Regions from separate parts of the Macaca mulatta genome. Here region 2 is linked to region 1. A link is a contact called in public Hi-C data. All regions are on one chromosome and are shown on one strand. Each heading gives the region's core, a stretch centred on a gene start, on an enhancer-like site or on the middle of the called end of the contact. The rest is flanking DNA. Distances are from core to core; before and after follow the strand shown. Region 1 overlaps SRC (SRC proto-oncogene, non-receptor tyrosine kinase). Region 2 holds the start of BLCAP (BLCAP apoptosis inducing factor).

Region 1 (6,135 bases), core at 2,323-4,822:
ACCAGTAGCTGTTGTCGGGACTGTGATTGATTGATTGATTGATTGATTGATTGATTTTTTGAGACAGAGTCTCGCTCTGTCGCCCAGGCTGGAGTGCAGTGGCACGAACTTGGCTCACTGCAAGCTCCGCCTCCCAGCTTCACACCATTCTCCTGTCTCAGCCTCCTGAATGGCTGGGACTATAGGCGCCTGCCACCACGCCCGGCTAATTTTTTTGTATTTTTAGTAGAGACGGGGTTTCACGGTGTTAGCCAGGATGGTCTCGAACCACCCGCCTTGGCCTCCCAAAGTGCTGGGATTACAGGCGTGAGCCACCGCGCCCAGCCTGGACTGTGATTATTAAGAATGTCCAGGCTGGGCGTGGTAGCTCACGCCTGTAATCCCAGCACTTTATGGAGTCGAGGCGTGTGGATCATTTGAGGTCAGGAGTTCAAGACCAGCCTGGCCAACATGGTGAAACCCTGTCTTCACTAAAAATACAAAAATTAGCCAGGCGGTAGTGGTGTGTGCCTGTAATACTGGGTACTTGGGAGGCTGAGGTAGGAGAATGGCTTGAGCCTGGAAGGTGGAGGGTGCAGTGAGCCGAAATCACGCCACTGCACTCCAGCCTGGGTGATAGAGTGAGAGCCTATCTATAAGTCCTTAAAAGCAGCTTATTAGCATGACAGATAGGGGACCAAGGTTCCAACTCAACCGGTGTCACTCCTGGGTTGGTCATGTTCCCTCTGGCAGGACTTTGAACGTGCCTCATGTGTTAGCATGCAATATGTACTGGTGGAGGCCAGGGGTGACGTGGAGCTGGCCCAAGGACTGCGGAGGCTGCTGCCAGAACAAGAGGTCACCTCTGGAGCCCACCCATCCCAAAAAGTGAGACACTGTCCTAAGCATGAGGGTTTGGGGGTCAGGCTGGCCAGAGCCTGACTCCCACCTTCACCTCCAGCCAGCAGAGAGACAATGGGAGAGTCAGTTCCCCTCTCTAAGCCTCAGTTATCTCATCTGGAAAATGGGGATTCCACAGTGTCTATTGGTGGAGCTGTTTGAGGACTGAATGAGATTTTAACCACTGGGCCAGCCCCACCGTGAGGGCTCAGTAAGTAATGCGGTTATCGTTTCACTACTATCTGCTTTTCTAACTGGGGGCTCTGGGGGAAGCTGTATTCTAGACCAGCATGTTTAATCCAGGTTCTTGTGCCAGCAGGACTCAAGGTTCCTTTGCTGTGTGACCTTGGGCCCATTCCTCCCAGTCACTGGGCCTCTCTCCGAGGGTTAGGGCTCAGGCCCACCTCTGTGGTCCTCCTGGCTCAAGCCATCTGCATGTGGCACTTCATGAGTCGACCTGGAGCACCCAGGGAGGAAGTGAGGCCCTTCCCAGGGTCATCACCACTCACCGAAGCCAGAAATGAGTTTTGCAGCCACCAGAATGGCTGACGCTGTGCATTCACCCAGGTTTCGCTCAAGTCCTCACTTTGTGGCTGTGCTCACACCCTGGCTTCTCACCCCTCTCCCCTCTCACCAGCTCAAAGCCCACGCCTCCCCCTTCCAGACGGCCTGACCTCCAGCCTCCAGGCCTCTGTCCCTGCAGTGCCTTCCACCCAGGAGGCCTCTCTGCTGTCCTCCATCAGGACTCTGGAGGGTGGAGAGTGGAGGCAGTGGGACTGAGCGGAGATGCGGCTCAGATGAAACCACCTTGAAAACAGCACACCGTGATCCCCGCTAGCACCATGGGCTTACGGGCTTACAAGTGCTGTCCCACCTCCACCCTGGCCTCTGGTCCCTCTGTGTGAGCAGAAAGCAACCGGTGGACAAGGGGCCTGGGTTTTGTCAGGGCTGCACGGTTCTTATGCTTTGCTGTTTCTCCAGGGTTAGACAGGAAATCACTAACAGGCTCAGACCATGCCAGAACTAAGCTTCCCAGCACCTCCTCCCACGAGCCAGGCTTCTCTCTCCATGGCTAACAGCTGGTGTGTGGACAATGCACTGGGCCAGGGCCTCCACAGCCTCCCATAGGTCCCACTGTCACCAGCCCCATTCATAGTCAGGAAGACTGAGACTCCGAGTGAGGCCACCGGGCCCAGCCTACACAGCAGGTCTGTGCAATGCCCAGCCCTGTGCGGATCTTGGAATCAGGTGCTATGGTTTACACGGTCTGGGGCACAGCACTTGGGGGGCCACATCCCAACTCGGTGCCAGCCACCGCTGGGGGGCTCCAGATTTACAACAGGGCCCCGTCGTCCAGCAGAGGCAGCTAAAGGCAAAGGGACCAACAGAGCCCAGAGCTGCCACACGGGGTGGGGGATGGATGCCTCTCCCGAGGGCAGGGGCCAGGCCTTACCCATCCACACCTCGCCAAAGCAGCCCTGGCCCAGCTTGACCTCCAGCCGCAGCGACTCCCGAGGGATCTCCCAGGCATCCTTGGCGAGGCCCTGAGTCTGAGGCTTGGATGTGGGGCACACAGTGGTGAGGCGGTGGCACAGGCCATCGGCGTGTTCTGAGGAGGAGGCAAGAGGAGCAGTTAGGGGGGGCTTCTGCCCTGGGGCCTCCCTGCCCCTCAGTGTGTGTCACCCTACATGCCAGATGCACGCAGATTTCAGGAGACACCCAGGGCACCCTCAAAGCCAGGCATCTACATCTATGTGCACACAGTCCCACCCCCACACAGGCCCACAATGCTTTATGCATCTGCTGAGTCAGTCATTCAGCAGACAGTAGGGGGTGCCAGGGACCCTGCGGGGAACAAGTCCAGGGAATCTACCCTCAGGAACTCGGAGTCCAGGGAGGAGCCTCAATTCCCTAATCACCTCCCAGGACCACAGACATGAATGTGACTGGAGGAGAGCTGTTCGCGCAACAGCAGGAGGGTCCTGGGAGGCTTCCTGGAGGAAGCAGCAACTGAGCTTGGATGTGCAGGAGGGTGAGGGGTTAAGCAGGGAAGAGCCCTCCAGGCAGGGGCACAGCCAGAGCAAAGGCTCTGAGGAAAGAATAGCTGCAGGGCTGAAGAAGCAGAGGCAAAAGGAGCTGCAGGGAGCAGGTGGGGAAGGGCGGCACCAGGCGGAGGTGGGGAGGCAGCTGGGATTAGACCACTCGGGGGCTGGTGGGGGTCTTTATCCCAAGATTCCAAGACAGCCCCTGGAGAGTTCTGATCTGAGGGAACGGGGTTCAGCATGAGCCACACAGCGGTGGCCAAAGAGACAAGAGCATGGTGGGTGATCCCAGAGGAAGTCAGGAGGCCGAGCTGAGAGGAGGAGGAGACTTGGGGTGGGAAGTGGACGAACACCTGCACACAGAGGCCACGCGTGCCACAGACACATGGGCACACAGGCACCCATAGGCACCCACAGGCCCCGACACTGCAGTCAGCTCCAGACGCCCAGGTGGGTGGGCTACAGCACTGCGCCCACGCCCGAGCCCTCACCCAGCACGCAAGCCCCGCGAGCTCCCTCTGCCGCTCTCTCCGTCTCTGCTGCAATCGATCTGGCCGCCCCCTCCTCCTCTCCCAGCAACCGGTTCAGACCGGTCCTAGGGCTACATAGACAAACGACACCAGCCTCCGTCCCCTCCCTTCCAGCTCACTCTTGGGCTCCTCAGGGCAGCCCCCTCCATACCAGCCAGCTGCAGAGCAGGAGCAGGGAGAGACGGGGACTGGGAGGAGCGGGTCGGGGGAAAGAAGAGGAAGAAGAAGGAGACGGAGGAAAGTAGGGAAAACGGAGGAGAGAGGAAGGGAAGGGGGAGGGAGAAAGTGGGGAGGGGAGCAGGAAACCTGGCATCACAGGATAACAGAAGACCCCACCCTTCTAGGCTCCAAAGCCCCTCCCCAGGGTCTGCAGCTGAGGCTCTGCCCCCCCCGCCCTCCGAGGCTGGCTCACTGGAGTAGTAGGCCACCAGCTGCTGCAGGCTGTTGAACTGGGTGCGGGAGGTGATGTAGAAGCCGCCGCTGTCCAGCTTGCGGATCTTGTAGTGCTTCACGTTGAGGCCCTTGGCGTTGTCGAAGTCGGACACTGAGAGGCAGTAGGCACCTGCGGGGCACAGAGGGGAGCCGTGACCGCCACGCCCTCTCTCCCGCAGGCCGCAGCACTCAGCGCTGCTCTGGACACCGTTCTGTGCCTGCCTGACATTGGAGGGAAGGGAGGCCCAGGCGGGGCCCCCGGCCCACCCTGTCTCTCAACAGCCAGCCCCGGGGCAGCCACAGAGGTAGGGCCAAGGGACCCAAGAGACACTTGATTGGAACGTCCTGCCACGCACCCTTGGCCCCAGCAAGACCCCCATATCTCAGGTGGGCATCCTAGCTATGGAACTTGGAGGGGTTGCTGGCTCTCTCTGGGCCTCAGTTTCCTCCTCTGCACAATGCGGGTGCTCCCAGGGCTGCTGGGGAGATTCCATGCCACCACATATAAAAGGGCCAGGCACACAGTAGGCACTCAATAACTGTTTGCTGGGAGCCTGTGAGTGGCTCCCTGTTGCTGTGTGGCCCTGGCCTAACTGCTTTCCCTCTCTGGATCGGCTCACGGGGGCACTGTCCGTGTCCCCCCCCCACCTCCTTTCTGAAGACAGGCCCAGGGTCAGGCGGGAGGGGGTGGTTGGCAGAGGCTGGCTGTCGTGGGCAGGAGACCACTGGCTGGGTGTGGCCTGAAGGCTGCCTGGGTCAAGCAGGGCCAGCCCTGGTGCCTCCCCTCTTTCTCTTGAGCCTAGAAAAGCTTTTGGCCAGAAAAGTTTCCTCCCATCCAGCAGGCCCAGGTAGCACCAGAGGCCAAGAGACGCCCAAATGGCATCAGGGAACAAGGCTGAGCCCTGGAGGCAAGGGCAGAGGCTCCAGCGGCCAGGAACCACCTTCCCAGGAGCCTGGCCAGGCAGTGCATAGGCATGGGGGAAGCCCAGCCCTCCTAGCCCACAGACCTCCCCTTTGCAATCTTCAGGAGGAGGTTATGATCCCAGCGTACAGAAGAAATGAGGTCCAGAGAGGTGAGTGGCCAGCCTGGGGTCACCCGGCAAGCCAGAGACAGGGCTGGGGCTCAAACCCACACCCGAGGACTCAAAACCTGCCTTGGGCGACCGTGATTTTCTACGGACGGCCTGGCTGGTGCATGTGGAAGCCACAGGCCTGAGACTGAAGCCAACCCTGGCCATATGTGCATACACATACAGGCATGCCCGTGCCCAGTGGCCACATGCTCATACAGGTACACGCTCCCCAGGCCCTCGGGCACCAGACAAACCACAACAGTCCATTCCCACACAGCGACACACAGACAATTCCACCCCACATGCACACACACACACACGCCCAGACGTACACACAGCATGCACACCCGCACACGGCCGCACAACTGTACGTAAATGCACGGCTCGACATGGATGCTCTGCTCCCCATCTCCCGCTGAGCCCCAGGCCCACAGGAAGCAGCCCAGCTTGGTTGCCATGGTGATGGGCGCCTGCAACCCACTCTCAGAGGGGCTGGAGAGAAAGGGGATGGTCTTCATTCTCTGGCTCAGGGGAGGGACATGAGAGGGGCAGGGATCAGGACTGCGGTTGGGGGAGGGCAAAGCCAGCCTCCAGAATCCAGTGCAGCCCAGGGACCCCTGGGGAAGGGGAAGAAGCAGGGCTCTTTGTAGCAGCACCTACCCTGGGAACAAGCCTGTTACTGTGTGACACTCAGAAAAACCTCCAGACAACCTATGCCCATCTTTCATTTGAGAAAACTGAGGCCAGAGAGGCTAAGCCTCATCTTTCTCTGGACATCTGGCCACCGCAGGTTACTCAGCGTTCCTCAAATGCACCTCCCTGACTTTGATCCTGCCGTTACCTCCACCTGGAAGGCTCTTCCCTCCCTACTCCACAAACCAAACTCCTGCTCATTCCTCAACACTCAGCTCAAACCACTCACAGAAGACTCAGTATCCATTGGCCAACGAGAGTGCTCGTACCTTTTGTGGTCTCACTTTCTCGCACGAGGAAGGTCCCTCTCGGGTTCTCCGCATTGAGCAGTAACCGCTCTGACTCCCGTCTGGTGATCTTGCCAAAATACCACCTGGGAGTGGGAGGACGGAGGATGTTGCTGACTGTCCGGGCTTCTGCCCACTCATAGCACTTCTCCCTGGATATGGCTGGGGCGCTGGGCAGCCAGACCTCCCACCCCAGCCC
Region 2 (5,750 bases), core at 950-3,449, 130 kb before region 1:
AGACTCCTCTTGTCATTCAGTGTTGGATACTGGGTGTGGCTGCCATGGATGCATTGACCCTTTAGCCTGTAAGCAGCAGGATGGTGGGAGGCCACATTCAGGCCTGTTGGAGTCTCAGCTAGAGGAGAAATGGACATCTCCTTGCTTTGGATGTGACCCCAGGAAGTGGATAGCCATCTTGTGACCATGAGCGTGAAACCAGCACAAGGACAGAAGATAAAATGAACCTCGGGCCTTGCTGACACTGCCTAGCCACTGAGTGACAGACTACTTTTTAAAGCCAATTGATGTAGTTGTGTGTTTAACTTGCAACATAAAAGATACAGTCCACCAACCTTTATTCCCAAACCCCTACCACTCCATTTCTGTCCTCTACAGCATCAGTCCCACTGAGCACTCCCTCCTTCCTGAAACCTCCTCTCTAGGACCCACACTCACTTGGTCCTCTTTCTACCCCACTGGCCACTGCCTCTCAGTCTCCTTTCCTGGATCCTCCTCTTCTGCCCACTTTTCTCTCCACCTTCTTTCCCTTGAGTTCTAACCCAGCACCATGACCTCTGTGTTGATGGCCCCTAAATATGTATTTCCAGCCCCAGACTCCGTTCAGAGCTCCTGTGTCACATAAACCTGCCTACTCACCCTCTCTGCCTGCATGTTGCCCAGGCATTTCAAACCTAACTTCTCAAAGCCGAATGTGATCTTCCCCCTCAGTCTATTCCTCTTTCAGCCTTCATTGTCTTGGCCAAGGACTCTTTTACCCTTTCATTTACTCAAGGCTAAAACCCAGTGAGGAGTTATTGCCAATGCCTCCACATCCACCCACGTCCAGTCTTCCATCCTTTCCTTCACCTCCCCAAGCCACCACCCTGTCTGAGTCAGCATTAGCTTTTGTCTGGAAAGCTGCAACCACCTCCTAACTGGTCTGCCTACACCCACTCCTGAGTGCTTTCCAAGCCATGCGGTCTGGGTGGCCTTTCAGAAATCCAAATTTGCTATCCTTTTCCTGATGAAAATGGCTTCCCCTAACTCTCAAGAGAAAAGCCAAATACAGTATACAGCTGACCTGTCTTCTTTGGTGCTCACCTCACCCTAACCCTGCCCCTTCCCAGCTCCACATCTGGGACAAATGTTCTTTCTGTCTAGAACATTTCCCCTCTCACTCTTGCCCTAATCGTCCTTGGTTTCTCAACCTAAATGCCATCTTCCCCTCTCACTCTTGCCCTAATCGTCCTTGGTTTCTCAACCTAAATGCCATCTTCCCAAAGAGGTTCCACCCTCTCCCTACATTAGGACTCCATTAATTTCTCCTAACACTCTCTACTTCTTCTCACAGCACTTCCCATGATGTGTAATTATGTATTGATTCAAGTCACTAATATACAGTGATTATATGACTGTCTCCCCGCCTACCCGCCATTAGACTGGCAGCGCCTTGAGGTCAGGAACAGACCCAGGACACCCACTCTACTTGCCCTTAGCACTGAGCTTGGGTACAGTAAGCGCCCAAGGAATACGCTTAATTAGCTAATAAATGACTACACGAACTCATTCAAGCCCCATAAAAGCCGTAAGGTGGGCATTTCATCAGAAGCCGGGTAGGGGCGGGGGAGAGGCTCCCTCGCCCAAGATACTGGGCAAGTTGGGGAGCCGGGGCCTGACCCAAGGCAGTTCCAAGTTCTGAGCCCGGCTCTCTCAGCTCCTGAGCCCTGGCTGCATGATGAAACGCTAGGGAGGGGGTGGACTTTGAGCCACGAGAAGGTTTTCCCCGAGTCCCCGGACCGTCCGCGCGGGGAAGAACTAAGCGGGTTCACCCAGAGGAACACAACCCGGCCCGCCCCGCGCTCACGAAGTAAAGATCACAATTTGCTGCATATGCATGAGGGGACCCGGCAGCGCTTCGGGGCTGTCCACACTGCGCCTGATAAAAATTATTAGGGCTTGAGGACCTCGGCGCTCCCAGAATTTTGTAAAAGTGCGTACAAAGGACTCAAAGGTGGCCTGTGGCTGATATTTAGGGGAGATGGGGCGAGGGTGAGCTCCCCTCTTCGGGCCGTGTGATCAGGCGTCTGTGGTAGGCAGCCCGATTCCAGGATGGGTCCTCGGCCGGCTCCACTAGAAGACGAAGGGGGCGTCTCCCCGGCTTCCTGCGGCGTCCGTGGCGAGCTGAGGTGGAGGCAGGCTGCGGCAGACGGCGACAGTGGCGGCGGCGCCATGGCAGGGCTTGCAGGTACCGTGGCGTCAACCTGCTTGGGGCGGGATGAGAGGCCCTCCATGCGGCCGCGCCGCCATATTGTCCCTTCTGGGTCACCTTAGGCGTCGCCCGGTCCCCGTCACTGGGGTTTTCCATCCGCATACCCCCGGGAAGGGAGGGCGCCCCTGTCCGGCTTCAGGTGATTGCTGTGATTGGACCTAACCTGGGCCTTGGGGGTCCCTTTCCAGCCCGGGGGTGGTCACAGTACTCCTGGGTGCTCGCTCCGGCCTTGTCCAAGGTCAGTGTCCTTGCAGGATGAGGCAGGCAGAGCCGGGGCACGGGGCTGGGGAGCGCGACCACCATCTCTGCGGCCCCGGGTTCCACGCAGGGTGCCCAGCTTGTGAGAGGCCTGTCACTCTGTCCCCATCAGTGTAGTTACTTTAGTTGCTTTTTTTTGGCCGGGGCGGGGGACGTGGGGGTGAGGGGAGAGAGGGTCTCCCGCTCGAGGCCCCGCTTAGGTGTCTGGGGTGATAGGTTGACGCTCTGCTAAGAGTCGCGGGCGCTTCTTACTCCCTCCAACTTTACATCTAAGGGTGGACACCCCTTCGTTTTCCTTCTATAGACGTGGGGAGTGGCCCTCAAGGGCAGCTGAAAGAACGGAATGCCTGGCACACTAATGTCCTGGAAAGGAAGCATGGGGGATGGGAGACAGTTGCTTTTTCCTTCCCCTTTCCAAATCTCCTTTAGTTTCCTTCCAGGTCTTCGTGTCCCATTTCAGCGCTAAATGTTGGGAGACTGGGGTCTGTCCTCGGAAAGAAACAGCCTTTCTCTTTATAGGTTTGGATCGTCTTTATCCCTTTCAGGGAACTGGTGTGTTGGGGACGGCTTCTCTGCCTTGCCTGACATGGTCCAGTCATCCCGTCAGCCTTCTGGACGGCAACACCAAAGCTGGGACCAAAAAAAAGTTCCAGTTTAAGTGCTAATGCCCAAAGTGTTAGATCTTGTTTGCTTGTTTGTTTTAAATCAGAGACTAATTAATGTCAAGCAAATCTGTTAAAAGATTTGATCACGGGAAGCCTGGTCGGTTTCCAGTGACCAGGTCAATTCCATATCTGAAATTGGTCTTATTAGAGTTGCTGCCAAAACCAGTTTAACCTTTAATCTGTAATATGTTGTTTCAAAGAGGAATCTGGGTTAGGCTGTCTTTTTTTGTTGTTGTTCTCCTATCTTTGAAACACATGCATTCCATTTCAAGCCTGTCCCTGTGCGATATACCAAGAACCATGCGTTGCCTGCCTCTCTGACTTCCTGCTCTGGAAATGCTCAGGAATCTGGATCCTGCTGGGGCATGGGCCCTGTGGGAGGGCAAGTGGGGGAGGGGAGGATAAACAGGATCATTCCCAGGGAAGATGGTGACAACATGTCTCTGGGGCATATAGAGGAAGTCAGAGGTCACCAAGGGAAAAGAGATTGTTGTTTGACTAGTGTTTTGTGTATGTGCATGAGTGCACACGTTTAAATCTCTGGTGGGGGCGCGGGGGAGAGGGAGTTAACTGCAAATTCAGAATCTCCCTTTGGGGTGTTGGCTCCTGAGGAGATACACATTTCAAAATAGATATCTAGTAAATGACTCACAGCAGACCTGCTCCCCGATCCAACAGTTATCTGTTGCCCAAGCTCAAGGAACTTGCCCCTGCCCTTCCCTGACAGCAGACATTCCTTCGTTCACTGACAATGCAAATATTCCACAGATAAAGGTAACAGTGTCACATAGCACCCTGTACCCCTAAAAGTCATGGTACCTAAACCTGCCACCTCTGGACTTCAGCTGGTTAGGCTAAGAAACTTAACATCCTGGAGCATTAGTCTCAAGGGTCTCTCACCTGTTGCTGGGGTCCCACAGAGCCATTCTCAACTCCTTCCCAATTGATCTGCTCTGTCCTTGGCCTTGTGGGGGGCAAAATCTTCTGGGAGCAATGACAGTTTAGGCAAAGGGGGCATTCAGCACTGTGACTAAGGGCTGTGCAATAAAATACTAGGCATTTTCAATTCTTCCCATTGCTCTCTATCAGAATAAAATGTTTAATGGTATAGTTTGTGGAAAAAATTTTATAAACAAGGTGTGTTTGGACCATCTAAGCATTGCTTGGCATTGCACTGGATGGAAAGTGAATGCATTGTCTTCTCTGGTGGGTTGTTTGCTGCCAGAACATGAGGTTTTGTGGGTGGAGGATGCAAACGGGGAGTGGACATTGCACATTGAAGCCCACACATGCAGGTGCAGGCCACCAGGGCAGCCCTTGCCTGGAAATCTGTCATCTCACCTTGTCACACTCACAACCCTGCTGATGGATGGATGGAGGAAAAGGGCTTTGCCAAGATGATATGGAAAACTCTGGGGCTACAAGCAGCCTCTTGTCTTCTAAGTGGGGGCACAGGAGGTGCTGTGTCCAGAGCAGCCAGCTCTTACCATGCTGCTTTGGTCCACCTCCCTGAAATCTACCTTGTCCCTTGGGCTAAGGTTAGAGCATCAGGGGCAGTGGGGCTATGGGCATACCCCTCAAAAGCTCCAAAGGGAGGGTTAGCCTTCATTGAGAACACATGTTGGTATGTTCATGATTCTGTGGGTTTAGTGTGGAAAACCACAGAAACTCCCAGTTCTGAGGCCTGCCAAGATAGGGGTTCAGAAGGGAGGAGGTGTGGGCATTGCCTGCTGATGAGTCACACTGGGGTGAGAGGAGACCTGCCTCACCTTCAGGCTATGGTAGCAGCTATAGCCACCCAGCCTAAGAAGGATGAAGTCTCAGATTGCACATCCTCTCCGAGTCCTGATGAGTCCTGATTGCCACTGCGACGACAGTTTCTAGCATGTTAGGGTTCACTGGCATCTCAGAGGCCTTCTTAGAGAGGGAAACTGAAGATGAAGGGTATAAGGTGACATGTCCAGGTTCCCTAGGCTGATTGATGGCAAAGCCAAGACCAGAACTGGAATCTGCACCTCCCGACCCCTATAATTCTCTGATACCGAATGAAGTTTTAGATGCCTTTAGAGGTGCTGGTGACTGGGGGGCTTGCTTAGGGGAAGGAAACATGGTCAGGCTTAAGGGGGCAAGGTACTTTGTGCTCCAGAAGTATTTGTGACAGCTGTGACTAAGGGATTCGAAGAAGTGGCAGGAAGAGAGATTTATGGCCCTCCAACTCCCTCCCTTGGTGTTGACCCAGCAACAGGTGTGTGGTGACAGGGACACATAAAGCCAGACAAGGCTGAACAGGCGGCAGGGCCATTTGGTGAGACAGTCAGCTGACCCTGTGTAGAAAGAGCCCTGACTCACTGGGGAGTGGGAGAGGAAGACAAGTCCGAGGCCGAGCAGCCAGCCCACTGCCTACCCTGACATGATGGCAGGGGAGAGCCCAGGGCCAGGGACCTGGTAAGCATCCCTAAGAATAAGGAGGCTGGTGCTGGGAAAAGCAGAAATCCAGTGATGGGGAGAGAGGTTTCTGGGATGAGGTGGGGCCAGGAGACCCTGCAGAGTCGCAGGGCCAGGCAGATTGTCTTTGT

Evidence for each region. Hi-C and Micro-C count contacts between places; a contact is called where the count stands out from the background.
Region 2: a contact with region 1 is called in a Hi-C map of fetal cortex germinal zone, with 4 times the contacts expected there. The contact joins the promoter of BLCAP here to the enhancer-like site in region 1. A contact is called at or near these places in 4 of 14 Hi-C or Micro-C datasets (blood, fetal cortex germinal zone, fibroblasts and 1 more).

What each region holds. Positions count from the first base shown.
Region 1 is chr10:90,251,883-90,258,017 of T2T-MMU8v2.0, reverse strand. SRC (SRC proto-oncogene, non-receptor tyrosine kinase) reads right to left here. Exons shown (of 13, transcript NM_001261334.1): 6 at 5,919-6,022; 7 at 3,864-4,013; 8 at 2,333-2,488. Among named protein-coding and RNA genes, the nearest start is that of SRC, 30 kb to the right of the region's middle. Within about 2 kb of position 3,572, at least 8 of the 40 cell types and tissues checked have an H3K27ac peak or open chromatin away from gene starts, as enhancers often do. A contact at or near this core is called in fetal cortex germinal zone, where this site is marked.
Region 2 is chr10:90,382,632-90,388,381 of T2T-MMU8v2.0, reverse strand. It overlaps BLCAP (BLCAP apoptosis inducing factor), which reads left to right and starts at 2,199. Exons shown (of 2, transcript NM_001190863.1): 1 at 2,199-2,227. It overlaps LOC144332147 (a long non-coding RNA gene), which reads right to left and starts at 1,832. Exons shown (of 2, transcript XR_013399921.1): 1 at 1,245-1,832; 2 at 1-1,190.